Linked DNA regions of Ovis aries: region 1 is linked to region 2. A link is a contact called in public Hi-C data. All regions are on one chromosome and are shown on one strand. Each heading gives the region's core, a stretch centred on a gene start, on an enhancer-like site or on the middle of the called end of the contact. The rest is flanking DNA. Distances are from core to core; before and after follow the strand shown. Region 1 holds the start of SELENOF (selenoprotein F). Region 2 holds the start of SH3GLB1 (SH3 domain containing GRB2 like, endophilin B1).

Region 1 (6,569 bases), core at 2,689-5,188, 150 kb before region 2:
GATGGCAAAATAAAAATGCTTTTATTGTTTGTGATTTTACACGTACAGAAAACGACAATCTTTTTTTTCCCCCCGTAGCAAAAGTAAGCTATCTATTTCAGTCCTTTCATTAGATAATACAATTATGTTCATTACATGGGTATAAACAAGCAACAGACATTACACTAACCTAATTCCTTTGTGTCAGAAATTGAATTTTCTAAGAATGATATTCATTCTTAGCAATAAATGCAATTAAACATTGGTGCTAGTTTAAAAATTCTATTCAAACCACTACATCTTAGTGTAATGTCAATATAAAGTCCCATGCAGCCTGGTATAATTAAAGGGGAACTTGATTTGAAATCAGACATACCTGGGTTCCAATACTGACTTTGCCACTTATTAGGTATGTAGTCAACTTATATAACTTTTGAACTTGTTCCCACATCTGTAAAAATGGCTTTTTTATGGTGTTCTTGGAAGATCAAATAAGAATAGCAAATATGAAAGGGTCTAGTACAGAGTCTGATTGTCAAAATATGTCTCCTTCTATGTTCCTTTCCTAAGGAAGATTACTGACATCTGCTTTAATACAGGCCGTTTCATAAGACTTTTTTTAAGTCAAAAGACTGCTGATGTGAAGCTATACATTTTATTTGTCATAATTTTACATCTGGAAAAGAAGATGGCAACCACTCCAGTACTCTTGCTTGGAGCATTCCATGGACAGAAGAGTGTGGCAGGTTTACAGTCCACGGGGTCTCAAAGAGTCAAATATGACTTAGCAACTATCACTCACTCAATTCCACATCTCTATTATTAGCTCCTTCTAGCTTTTTGTACATTGGAGAAGGAAATGGCAACCCACTCCAGTATTCTTGCCTGGAGAATCCCAGGGACAGAGGAGCCTACTCGGCTGCCGTCTATGGGGTCACACAGAGTTGGACACGACTGAAGAGACTTAGCAGCACCAGCAGCTTTTTGTACGAGACTCCTTTTCAAGAATTATTTCATTTATTCCATATTTACTATTTCTAACAAAATGTAAGAGTTTCTTTCTTGTAAAAAGTCTTAAAGAAACATGTTATCTACCGAGCCACTACCTCTGGCTTCCTACATTTTAAAAATCATTCAGGTTGTGCCTACAGAAAACAATTTAAATTATTATGGGAAAAAATGTTAGACAAGGAAGGAAAATTAAAATTTGAAGTTATCCCAGCCACCATAATATGTATAAGAAATTCAAAGAGCAATACAACAAAGAATAAATATAAATTTTAATTTAATATAACTTTCAACTTTCTTGAGGAGGAGTCTTTTCTTTCTGTAAAGCTGGATCATTAACCAGACTAGAATATGACCATGAATGCTGCTAATCGGGTACAAACAAAAAGAGTATACTGGCCAACCTTGAAAATTTAAAGTGAATATTTTTCCATCGTATACTATACATATTAATAAAATCATAGAAAATAAATTTGATATCTGTTCAAAATTATACAGGGCAAGTTTTACCTTAGAGTTGAAGAGTGGAATTGTCCCTATCTTCAAATTTATTTGCACTTGTTAATTTATTTGATGTTCTTTGATAAACTGCACTTTAAAATTGTCTCCAGTGCTTTTTTCAAAGTATCAAAATTGCAAATGGCTAGCTACTATTTGTAATATTACACTTATTTTCTGATAGATTTTTCCAAAACATTAATCATCACAGCAGCATACGTTACTTCTGAGTCTAAATTATAAAGCTTCTATTTTATCCTTTGCATTTCAAAACTTATTTTAAATGATGCGGCAGTTAAAGTGTATAAAATACACTTACTAAACATTATTTTCCATATCCAAATTACAGCCTCTTGGGCTGATTTTTAAGCGCCATGTACATTTTAAAATCAAAATGTATTGCTGACATTCTTTTAACACTCCCTCCCCATTCACTCTTCCCAAATGCCACAGTTCCTTACTGCTCTGAAAGTACTTGTCTGTGCATTCGTCTGGTCTTTCACAACAGCACACTCCAACATTTTGTACTTCAGATCACCCCCCAATTAAAGTAACATCTTTTAACTCTTTAAGGTACTTAGCCATACGGTAAACTTGCTGCACTCTTCCTCTCGTTAACTTTAAATTTCATTATAGCAATTCCCCCTCAACGTTTCCTCCCCTTCTAAATTCACTACACCAACATTGCCGCGAAGCAACATGCACATACAACTCCTTTCTTAAGCTCAAAATACCAGTTTAGCGCCACTAAAAAAGAATTTAAATGCCTGGTTACCTCGTTTCAGAACCTCTTGCGAGCTTTTTATTTGCTTTTCTGTCCTACCTGGACAGTCTATTTCTCTCGTCAGTTGCGCGGTCCCTTGCTGCCCCCAGCACGAGTGCAACTCACTACAATGTATTTCTTTTACACACCATCATTCCAGTATCTCCCCTCCATTTCAGCCCATCTGTCCCTTCGCGAACCTCCCCATTCCCAAAAGATTCAGTATCCAGGTGCCCACATCTCAAATTAGAAAACCCCCTGCCTGACACTGCTGGAGCTTTCCGTTTGACTTCCAAGAGAACAGGCAAGCCTGACCGTTACGGTCTCCTCCAACTGTCGGTACTGACTCCCCAACGAATTCGATATTCTCTTGCTTTCTCCCCGTGAAATGCCTAGTTCAGGGTATCCCTTTGGCTCGGGAAAGTCCAACCTTGCAACCTCTGCCCCTTGACCTCGTGAGCCCAGCATACCACCCAAGCTTAATTCACACCAAATGAATTCGGCTTGTGTTCTCTTTCAGCCTCCAGCCTCCAAGCCAGATATCAGGTTAGATAAACGCCCACTTGCTTGGCTTGCAGTGCCTCCCCAGCCTGGCCCCTTCCACACACCACTCAGCCCGGAGTGACCCGGCTCCTCACCTAGCTTCGACCGGGACTCCTCCAGTTTCTGGATCTGGTTCTCCAAGAAGAGCATCGCCACCGCGAAGGCCACCACCGCCAGCAGCTGCAACTTGGGCGGCATCATAATCCTGAGGAGCCCCATGAAACCCGCTGCTCGGGATCAAGACATACCGCGGGGGGCGGGGATCGGGGCCCCGGGGGCGAGGGAGACCCCGGGAGGAGCCCACGGAGCCGGGAGAAAGGCAAGAAGAGCGCGACAGCGAGAGAACCACTGCAGCGACCCCCCTTCTCGCGTCCCCAGTCCCCCGCCCCCAGGCGCCAGCAGCAACACCGCCGGTGCCCGCTTCTCCTCGACCGACTCCACGGCCGACTCCCTCCAAAAGCCCGTGCAGCAAACACAGAGCGAAGCAGCTGCCGGGCTCTCGCCTCCTTTTACTGCCTCAGTCCCCGACCCCCGCGCCCGCCTGCCTAACCGCCTCCTTCTCTTCCTTCCTTCCCTCCCTCCTTCGCTCGCGGACGCGCGCTTCTCCGCCAGCGCTGCGGCTGCGGCTGCGCCGCCCTCGGCCCCGCCCCTTACCCATCCCTCTCCGCCTCCACGCGCACGCCTCCACGTACGCTGCTCGGCAACCAGAGGCTCCGCCCTCTACTCCCTTTCGGTTGAGCTTATTGGGCCGAAGAACTCCAGCGCTTCGCTCTTGGTGCGTGTCACGGTTGGTTTCCTTTGCCGTAGGTGTCAACCAAATCGGCACTCGATTGGGTAAACTTGGAGAAGGAGGCAGGCCGAAACTGGCGAAGGCGGGGCTTCTTGACTGCTTAAGGAAATGTCGTGAATGAAAAGAAGGAGCCCGGGAAGCACAGATTTGAGGAGTTTAGGGAGATGCCTGATGTGAGTTAGCGAAAGGACCCAGTGACTTCATATTTACATCAAGTGTAAAGTTTTTGCTCACCTTTAAGCTTACATATGCCCGTAGTTAATGCCCGTCTCCTCAGAATAAGAGGCTTGATGGCAGCGGCCTTTAGCTGCCTGTTTTGGATCAGGCACTGGAGTAGACGCCCCTAGCAGAGGGGTCTTCTCGGCAGCCGGAGACCTACGGAAGGTGGCGGAGATGGCGGGCCGGCCGGATGGATGGCTTGGCCCGGCGTTTGGGCTGCGACTGCTGCTGGCGACCGTGCTTCAAACGGTGAGTGGAGGTCACCTCTGCTGCAGCCCCAGGGCGAGCGACAGGGATTGCGCTAAGGAAGACGGAATATTCGGTCGCTTTTGGGAAACACAGCTGAAACGGGTGGGCTCCCCCAGCGGTTGCTGCTGCTGGCGTGCGACGTGGCTTTATTCCGCGTTTGAAGATTATCTTTCCCCACCCTGGGTTTCTAGCAGTTCCTTCTTCTGACCTGAGACTTTCTTGAATACAGTCTGTAAGACACACCGTAAAAGCGAGGGGTGAGGGGCGGGAAAGGCACTAAGTTTTGCAAAGAAATGAAGATTGTTTTTAAATTAGCAGAAATGCAAGGAACTGTCGTCTTTATGACAAAGCTTCCTTTCAAGTCTTAGAGGAAAGCCCTCAAGTCTTTGGTCCAGGGTACACTTCCTTTTTACTTCTTTTTGTCATTTGTTTGTGGTCCCTGTAAGTCACTCTTAGTCTTTTACCTCTGTTCTCTGGCACTCACAGGCCGCTGGGTACACCTCAGTATCATTTGTGGTTTTTAAACAACTCTGTTGCAATAAAAGGAACTACGCCATACTAAAACATAATTTATTCTTGAAATTGATTTTCTAAAATGATAGCTTTCATCTCGCTTAAAATCGATCGTTGTCTAACCAAGTTTTTTTTTTTTTTCGTTTTTATCCATTAACAGAAGAGATACCTTCTTTATATTTGAATGGGAAGAGGCTAGTTTCGACTTATTTTCCTATTCACTCACAAACGACTTATTATAAGTTTTTAGTTCGTTCAACTGTGAATAATAAAACTTTTTAATAGGCATCATACTTGGAGTTTTTACAAGTGTCTTTTATCAGCCTAATTTTTCAAGTGTTCTCTGTATTGAGTCTGCTGAGTATTCTCCTAGAAATCTGGTTTGATTAATTTATTCAAGGTTTGGAGGATTGAGGGTCTATACGGAAGGCCTCCGCAAACACCTGGGCTTTTCTTTCATTAAGGAGTTTAAAGATCTTGCCTGTTTACTTTTACAGCCTTACATAAAAGGTGGATTCTTCTCATTAACTTTATAATACTTCATTATTCAGTCATTTGGTGCCTTAGAAATTATTGGAAGACCCCTATCTAAACTTTGTACTCAAGAATTTTTTGTCAGTCTTAGATAATTTGTATTCACCACCATGAAAAGATAGAGTAACATTTCAAGTTGACTTCTTCCGATCTCATTAGCTCTTTAACTGTTTGATTATCTGTGGCTGTGTAAGCACCCCCTATAGTGGCTTAAAATAATGATTTCTCATGATTCTATGTGTCTGTTGAGCAGTTTCTGTTGTTGATTTCTTTTGGTCTCATTTATACCTTCGCTGGTGCCTTTCGCGTCTGTGTACAATGTGGGAAACCTGGGTTCAATCCCTGGGTCATGGGTTGGGAAGATTGCCTGGAGAAGAAAATAGCAACCCACTCCAGTACTCTTGCCTAGAAAATCCCATGGATGGAGGAGCCTGGTGCAGGCTACTGTCCATGGAGTCGCAAAGAGTCAGACACGACTGAGGGACTTTACTTTCTTTTCTTTTATAAGGTAAGGATAATACCTCCTCTTTCATAGGAGGATAAGATTAAATGAAATAATGATGTGAAGTGTTTAGCAACACTTTACAAAGTATCTGGTGCCTTGTAAGAGCTTGTCATTATGGCTTGTCATAATGTTTCTGATACTTGTTTTCTTGGGGCTAGTCTGTAAACCCATGTATTTACTTTTATCTCAGATTTGAGTCTTTTCAGAATTACTATGTGAGAACCCTGTGAGTTTTCTGAGTAAAGAGACAACTAATCATGTGAATGTGTAAGTGTAGTAAAATGTATAGCAATACCAGACTTTTGCCCAAAGGGGTAATGTTGCATTATAGTTATTACAACTTCTCCACCAACAACCCTCATGTTTTTAAAGAACTCAATAACACCAGAAAAATAAATGAATAACGCATAGTCTCTCAGCCTGTCAATCCTACTTAAAATTGGAGAAAGTTGTAAACTGTTAAGTAGTTACCCAGTCAGGGTTATCCCACCCTGTCCTTAAAATCCATGTCTTTCTTACAAGAGTGGCTAATTATTATAAAATTTAGGGGAATTCCCTGGTCATCCAGGCCTCCGTGCTTTCACTGCCAAGGGCGCTGTTCAGTCCTTGGTTGGAGAACTAAGATTCCATAAGCACTGTGGCAGAGCCAAAAATAGTAATAATAACAGTAAAACAAAAAATAAAATGTAATATTTGACCTTACTGTGTACGTTTAAATGCTATTCAGTTAGTTTTATGTAATAAAAAGATGGGTGGGTGTAATTTGTAGTTGAACTCTCCTCTATTATTTAGCCTTTTGTCATAAAGTGCTTTAAAATATGTTCTGATGTTCTTATTTGAGTCAAAGCCTCAAGTCTGGAAAAAATGAATTATGGTAGAAAAAAAGATTCATTCATGAAATTAACGATACCTTCTATCTCCCCTACACTTACCTCTAACCCATGTCTATTATAATGATTTAAATATAG
Region 2 (6,395 bases), core at 2,053-4,552:
GAGGATGAGATGGCTGGATGGCATCACCAACTCAATGGACACGAGTTTGGGTAAACTCTGGGAGTTGGTGATGGACAGGGAGGCCTGGTATACTGCGATTCATGGGGTCACAGAGTCGGACACGACTGAGTGACTGAACTGAACTGATGTATATAAACATATTTTAAAAGAGTGAGAGTTGAATGATGGGACTCATTTACATAATTAGTCTGATTTTATGTTTTAAAATAGGGAACATGTTTAATTGTTAAGTTAGAATTTGTACGTAAAATGAAAGAATATGGCAGTTGTCTAACCAGAGAATGGCCTATTCCTTAAGGCATAATTTGATTTAAACAGAATTATTTAGAAATATCAAAGCTAAATTCCATCCCAACTGTTCTTATTGCTTATACTGAGTAACTGGCCTAGCTCTTACGCTATTCTTAGCATTAAATCTGGCACTTTGACACTACAGTGATGTCAACTCAATTTAGAGTAGGAACTCAGTTATTGACTAAATACCAAAATGAGAAAGCATGTTTTGTTGAAAACTACACACAGCACTCCAAATTGCACATTACATTTTGGAACCATCTTTATTTCCTACATATTTGAAAAAACTGCAGAAAACGTCAAACATGGAAGTATAATAGTATAGTAACATCTCATGAACCCATAACCCAGTATGAACCGTTTGCCATTGTTGTTTCAACTACCCACCCTTCCTTCTTCTGAAACATTTTAAAGCAATTCTCAGACATGATAGTTTATAAACATTTAAAAATGTACCTCTAACAGACACAGACTTAAAATAAAAAGACGTATCAAAGGAGCCTGCTCCTCCTGAAATTTTTCCCTTAGTAAATGGCTCAAGCCAAAACCTCAGAGTCATCCTTGACTCATCTTTCTCTCATACTTCAGAGTCAATATAATATGCAACACTGGTTAGGTTTTGAACCTCCCCTGCTATCATTCTTATTTAAGTTCTATCACCTTTTGCCTGTCCTATGGCCACAGCTCCTTAACTAGTCTCCCTAATAGCCCTGCAACCTCAGATTCTACACTTGCGACCTCTGCCTGAAATGTTTTTACTCCAAAAAAAACTGGATCTGTCACCTTCTTGAGGTCTTTTTGCATTTGAACCTATTAGAAATAGAAAGGCTTGCCCTTACCATCACGGCAACAACCACTACCCCTTGCCCTTAACCTAACTAAACCTGTTGGCCTGTTTCTACATCACCGCCTGATGTATTTACTAGTTTGTTTTTTCCTGTTAGACAGTAAGCTCCAGGAGCACAGACATTATGTTGATTATGAAACACTAGTGTCCAAAATAGTAGTGACACACAGGCATGCACTAAGCACTTAAGCATTTAAGACTGAAAATTATTTGATAACTAACAGATTAGAATTTTAAAACTTCTTCCTAGAAAATTTGAAACAAGTAACTGAAACTCGTTATTTGGAAAGTACATCTTGAGAGCTTTGCCAGATTTTTAAAATCAAGTCTATCAATTATTTAAATCAATTTGTAATATATATGTCCTATTTAAGAAGTTCGGATTATGTACCTGAAAACATATCTAGAAATATGTATGTATGGCTGCCGGGGCGTGTGGGATCTTAGTTCCCTGACCAGGAATCTAACCTGTGCCCCCTGCAATGGAAGCATGTAGTCTCAGCTACCGGACAGCCAGGGAAGTCCCTCTAGCTGTACTGAAAAGAGTGGCATTAGGTAGTGCCAAATCTGCATTCAGCACCTAGAATCACAGGGAATCAGCATTAAAACACCACCAAAAGCTCCCAATATAGGCAGCCATTACCCTGCTCTAGTTCTACCATTTTTTGCCAAAAACGGTGCAATGTAAGATCAACTATGTCAATAAAACTGGAGTAAAGGGGACAAAGAAAGTAATAATGCAATACACATGATTTACATTTCAACTTGGCATGTTACATAAGAAAACAATTTTTGTTTTTTCTTTACAAAAGAGAATCTTGTTGCTACTGTGACTGTCATTAACTTAAAACACCAGACTGTTTATATCCCGTGTTGTGGTGAAATTTACATCTGTTCGTAGATTTAACTTAGTTGGCATAATGTGGGTGATGACTGGAAAACTGTCCAAGTTCCCTAGTACCGACACTTCCTTTATTTTTGAATACGATGAGACAGTCAACTTTCCCCTTTAAAGTGTTACTTGAAAAATGTCCCTGTGACTATAAGCACAACATGAATCTTCTCGCTCACTGCCCTACGGTCAGCGCTTCCCATTTCGAAAGTGAGTGGGAAAGCCCCCAAGCTCTGTGGCTCTGGCAAAGTCTGGACGCCAACTGGCGATCTCCATTTCTGCCACGGACAGCCAAGACCGGGAACCTTCCTCTCAGGGTGAGAGGACGGCAGGGAACTGCGTTGGCAGCTCCCTGGGTTGATGGGCAGGAAAAGGAAACTTCCTTCTTGGACTTGGCGAGGAGAGAGGGAGACGGAATGAAAAGGTGGGGGTGGTGCAAGAATGGTCTCCACCACCCCGCGGACTCGCAAAGCCTCCGCCCGCCCGGGGAGGGAGGGCACACGAGCAGCGGCGCCGTGAGGTCAGAAAGGCCGGCGGGGCTGTGCCTCGGCCCGAGGCCGAACTCAAGGTGGCCTCCAGAGAAGGGAGGACGCTCCGGGCCCTGTCCCCACTCCGCCTCGCTTCCCCGGCACCGGCGGTTGGGCAAGAAGGGGGAGGAAAACGGCCGCCAGGCCCAGAGGGGCACAAGGCCGCGCCCATCACCCGGGCCTCCGGCCGCGGCAGGCCAGTCGGGCGGTCGGCGAAGCCGGGTGCAGAGGGCGCGGCTGTCTCGGGCGACCCCTCCCTGTCCCTCCCGGGCGTCGCCACCCCTTCTTCCCGCCGCGGTACCTGCACTGCACGACTGAGGAAGGTGCCCGCGTCGGCCGCCAGCTTCTTCACGTTGAAGTCCATGATGTTCATCCTGGGCGTCAGCCGGGCGGAGCAGCCGGCTGACCTAGCGGGGAGATGGAGGCGCCGCGGCCGGGCTGGGGCGCCGGGCGAGAGTGGCGGGGGCAGACGTGGTAGGTGGAGGGAGGCGGCGCCAGCCCCGCCGCCGCAGCTGTCGTTTCCGTGAAGGGGGAGAGAGAGGGTGGGGCGAGGGGAGAGAACAACCGCCTCGAAGCCGGCCGCGAGTCCAGGCGGCAGCGGCCGAGACCCAGGGCCTGTGCCGCCTGGGGAGATGCCGCTAACGTCGGCGGGCTTCGCGGTGGGCTTGCAAGACAGAGCAGCGTCCGGGCCTTTCAGGGCCGGGTCCCCAACAGAGGAAGCGAGAGCGGGCCTCGGGGCGGGGCCTTTATAGAGGTTATCGCGGGAACAGCGACCCCTTCAGGAGCGCCGCGGCTGACCGCGCCCGGAGCTCCGCCAGTTCCGCTGGGGGCAGGGTCGCGTTCGTTGCTAGGGGCGCGCCTCCGGGCGCTGTGGCGCTCGGTGTTTGTGCTTAAGCCCCTGGGAACCGCGAGCAGAGAGAACCCAAACTCCCCGTTTTGTTTTAAGTGAAAATATGGAAATTGTAGCATAGAATTACAGTATGTGAAATTAGAACCAACAGTTCCCTGTCGTCTTGAAGCACCCGCGCCCTACTGGTTCCCTGACGCCTGGATGGCACGCGGCTGTTTGCAGAATAGAGTTGAAGTTAAATGTTGCCACCGAACCCGTTTTTCGTTTATTCAGCATTATCGACTATCCATCTTGTACCAGAACTGAATCCTGTGCTGCAGACACCGTGCTGAACAAGATTGTCCCTGCCCTCAGAAAGCTCTTAGTTCGGTTACTCGACAACTTTCAGGGACAACTCCCATCCCCGGGGCCAGTTCTGTTTCTATGTGCTTCCACAAGAGCTTTGTGACTGAGTGACCGTGGACTACGCTGGACTACAAAATCAACACTAGGTGCCTACTTAGTGCATAATACGGCGCCCAAGACACCAACTGCGGGATAGGGGACGCAAAGAAGACGGTGAGTGAGACAGAATACTGCTTAACGATTTAGCGAGGAGAATGTTAATAACTAATGAGAATATGATGTGAATTTTAATAACTAATGGGAATATGATGTGGAATCTGTTCAAAACCCTGCAATTCCAAGTATCTTCTAAAGTAGCTTTAAGGATACAGCCTATGCTAGAACTGATTGAAACAGGTGCAAGAATGGAGGCAGAGACGTTAGTATTTCGAAGAAAAGGCTGTTCTTGCGTGTGTCGCAGTGTCCTTGTGTTACATTAGAGCTGGAAAAATGCAGGCCCAGCAGGCAATGAAATGAGTTCACATTCATGCTTAGTGTTTTACTGAAACAGCAGTCAGAGCAGTAGTGGCTGTGTTAAAGGCACAAAGATTCGTTCCAAAGTATTACAAGGAAGCGTAGATAACATGCAAATAGTTGTATTCTTTGTGGTGATAACAGAAACAGACACTTCTTACTAAGATAACTACAAAAGAATAAATCTACTCCATCTCTCTTTCTTCTCAACTTACCTTGCCAGAAATATGGGAAAGGAAGTATATAATCAGGAATTTTGTCATTTATTGTCCAATTTAGACTTTTACATGGAAAACACCATATCTTTTTGCAGATGTCTGTCTTCACAGTAAGCATGTTTTGTCATATTCTCTATTTCTACAAAGTGATCTCAACACCACCCGCCTTCACCATGAAAGGAAAAAACTCTGAATTCTCTTCCTCAAACTTGTAGATATGCTGACTTGAAAAAACAATCTTCATTTGTTCCTGGTGAGCCATCTATAATACTGTTTCTCTAGTTTCACTGGTGAATTTATAAGACTAGTGTGGTGTTTCTATTTCCTTACCATCTTAGAATTTCCTACCTAATTCCATGTAGTTGGTTTCCACTTCTGTAACTATTCCTTAACAGAATTCCTGAAGTTGCCAGTTATCTTCCTGATAAATCAAACAGCCTTTTCTCAGACTTCCACAGTGACTGTACCCAGCCCCTTCACAATAACAAACACACCCCTTTCCAGGACCTTATTGTTCCACGGTTTCTCTGCTATCTCCTGGACTTTCTCATTGTGTTTTGCTGACACTTCTGATGGATTTGCTATAAGAATAAATACCTGAAATCTCAAGGTTTAGCACTTATTTTTTTGTTATTGTTCTCATGGATTAGTTTCTTAATTGAAACTTCAGATGTACCATTTCATTCACTGATTTAGTAAATATTTTTTGAACGTCTACTGTGTGCACGTGGCACTGTTCGTATGACTGGGAATATAACGGGCAACAAGGCAGATAGCCCTTGCTCTCATGGGAGCTTATAACTAATCCCATGAGACAGAAATTGAACAAGTAGTTATAAGTATGTTGAAATGCCAAGGGGAGTCCAGAGTGCTTTTAAATGTTCACTTCCAGCTGTACCTAGTAACCTGAATTTTAATTTGGAGGCTTGGTTTTTCTGTAAGGGTTTTAGATCACCTTTTAACACTTTCTTTTTCTATCCCCCATAGTAACTTCTTACTCCAATAGTTCAAGGTATTAGGAAAGCAATCTTTGAAAATTAATACAAAGTGCTGAATATCTGAAATTCTCCTCAAAATTTTCAGCTTAAAAATGAAAAAAATCTTTATAAAAATGACATTTTAGGTAGTATGATATGTATTTTAATTTTTTTTTTGTAGTGGCTGGCAGATAGTTCATTACCTTATGTTTAGACCAATGATATCCAAACTTCATGGGGTACGCAAGATGATCCACTGGTGTGCAAAAATATACATTAGAAGTTTGGTTTGTATATATTTTAATTTAATAAACAGAAAATTTTGTTTCATTACTTTTTAAAAAATATGGGTTGACACTGGTGTTCCCACCTTGCATTTATTAGATAGACACATGTCACAAACTGTAAATGAAATACCTTATGGGAAGAGTGGGAATTCCACAACTTGAAGGAGTTGTAATTAGTAGTTTATTTACTAATATGGTCACATAATACATGTGACTGGTTCCATGTCTTTGCAGATTATCTATTTAAATAAAACTTCACAGTAGTGGACAAATAGCCTAAAGAGTTTCCTCAAATACATCATCATTAAAAGTGTTGATACAAGCATAAGCAAACAAGAAATGCCAGAATCTATACCTCTACTGGAGAAGGCAGTGGCACCCCACTCCAGTACTCTTGCCTGGAAAATCCCATGGACGGAGGAGCCTGGTAGGCTGCAGTCCATGGGGTCGCTAAGAGTTGGACATGACTGAGCAACTTCACTTTCACTTTTCACTTTCATGCACTGGAGAAGGAAATGGCAACCCACTCTAGTGTTCTTGCCTGGAGAATCCCAAGGTCGGGGGAGCCTGGTGGGCTTCTGTCTATGGGGTCGCACAGAGTCGGACACGACTGAAGTGACTTAG

The links. A called contact is a pair of places that touch in the nucleus more often than the background predicts.
Region 1: a contact with region 2 is called in a Hi-C map of hypothalamus, with 4 times the contacts expected there. The contact joins the promoter of SELENOF here to the promoter of SH3GLB1 in region 2. A contact is called at or near these places in 2 of 16 Hi-C or Micro-C datasets (hypothalamus and skin fibroblasts).

The regions. Positions count from the first base shown.
Region 1 is chr1:64,005,830-64,012,398 of ARS-UI_Ramb_v3.0, reverse strand. It overlaps SELENOF (selenoprotein F), which reads left to right and starts at 3,938. Exons shown (of 5, transcript XM_004002164.6): 1 at 3,938-4,049. The coding sequence starts at 3,975. It overlaps HS2ST1 (heparan sulfate 2-O-sulfotransferase 1), which reads right to left and starts at 3,398. Exons shown (of 7, transcript XM_012175327.5): 1 at 2,887-3,398. The coding sequence starts at 3,010.
Region 2 is chr1:63,853,642-63,860,036 of ARS-UI_Ramb_v3.0, reverse strand. It overlaps SH3GLB1 (SH3 domain containing GRB2 like, endophilin B1), which reads right to left and starts at 3,302. Exons shown (of 11, transcript XM_042250670.2): 1 at 2,883-3,302. The coding sequence starts at 2,954. It overlaps LOC105609232 (a long non-coding RNA gene), which reads left to right and starts at 3,301. Exons shown (of 8, transcript XR_006060011.2): 1 at 3,301-3,989.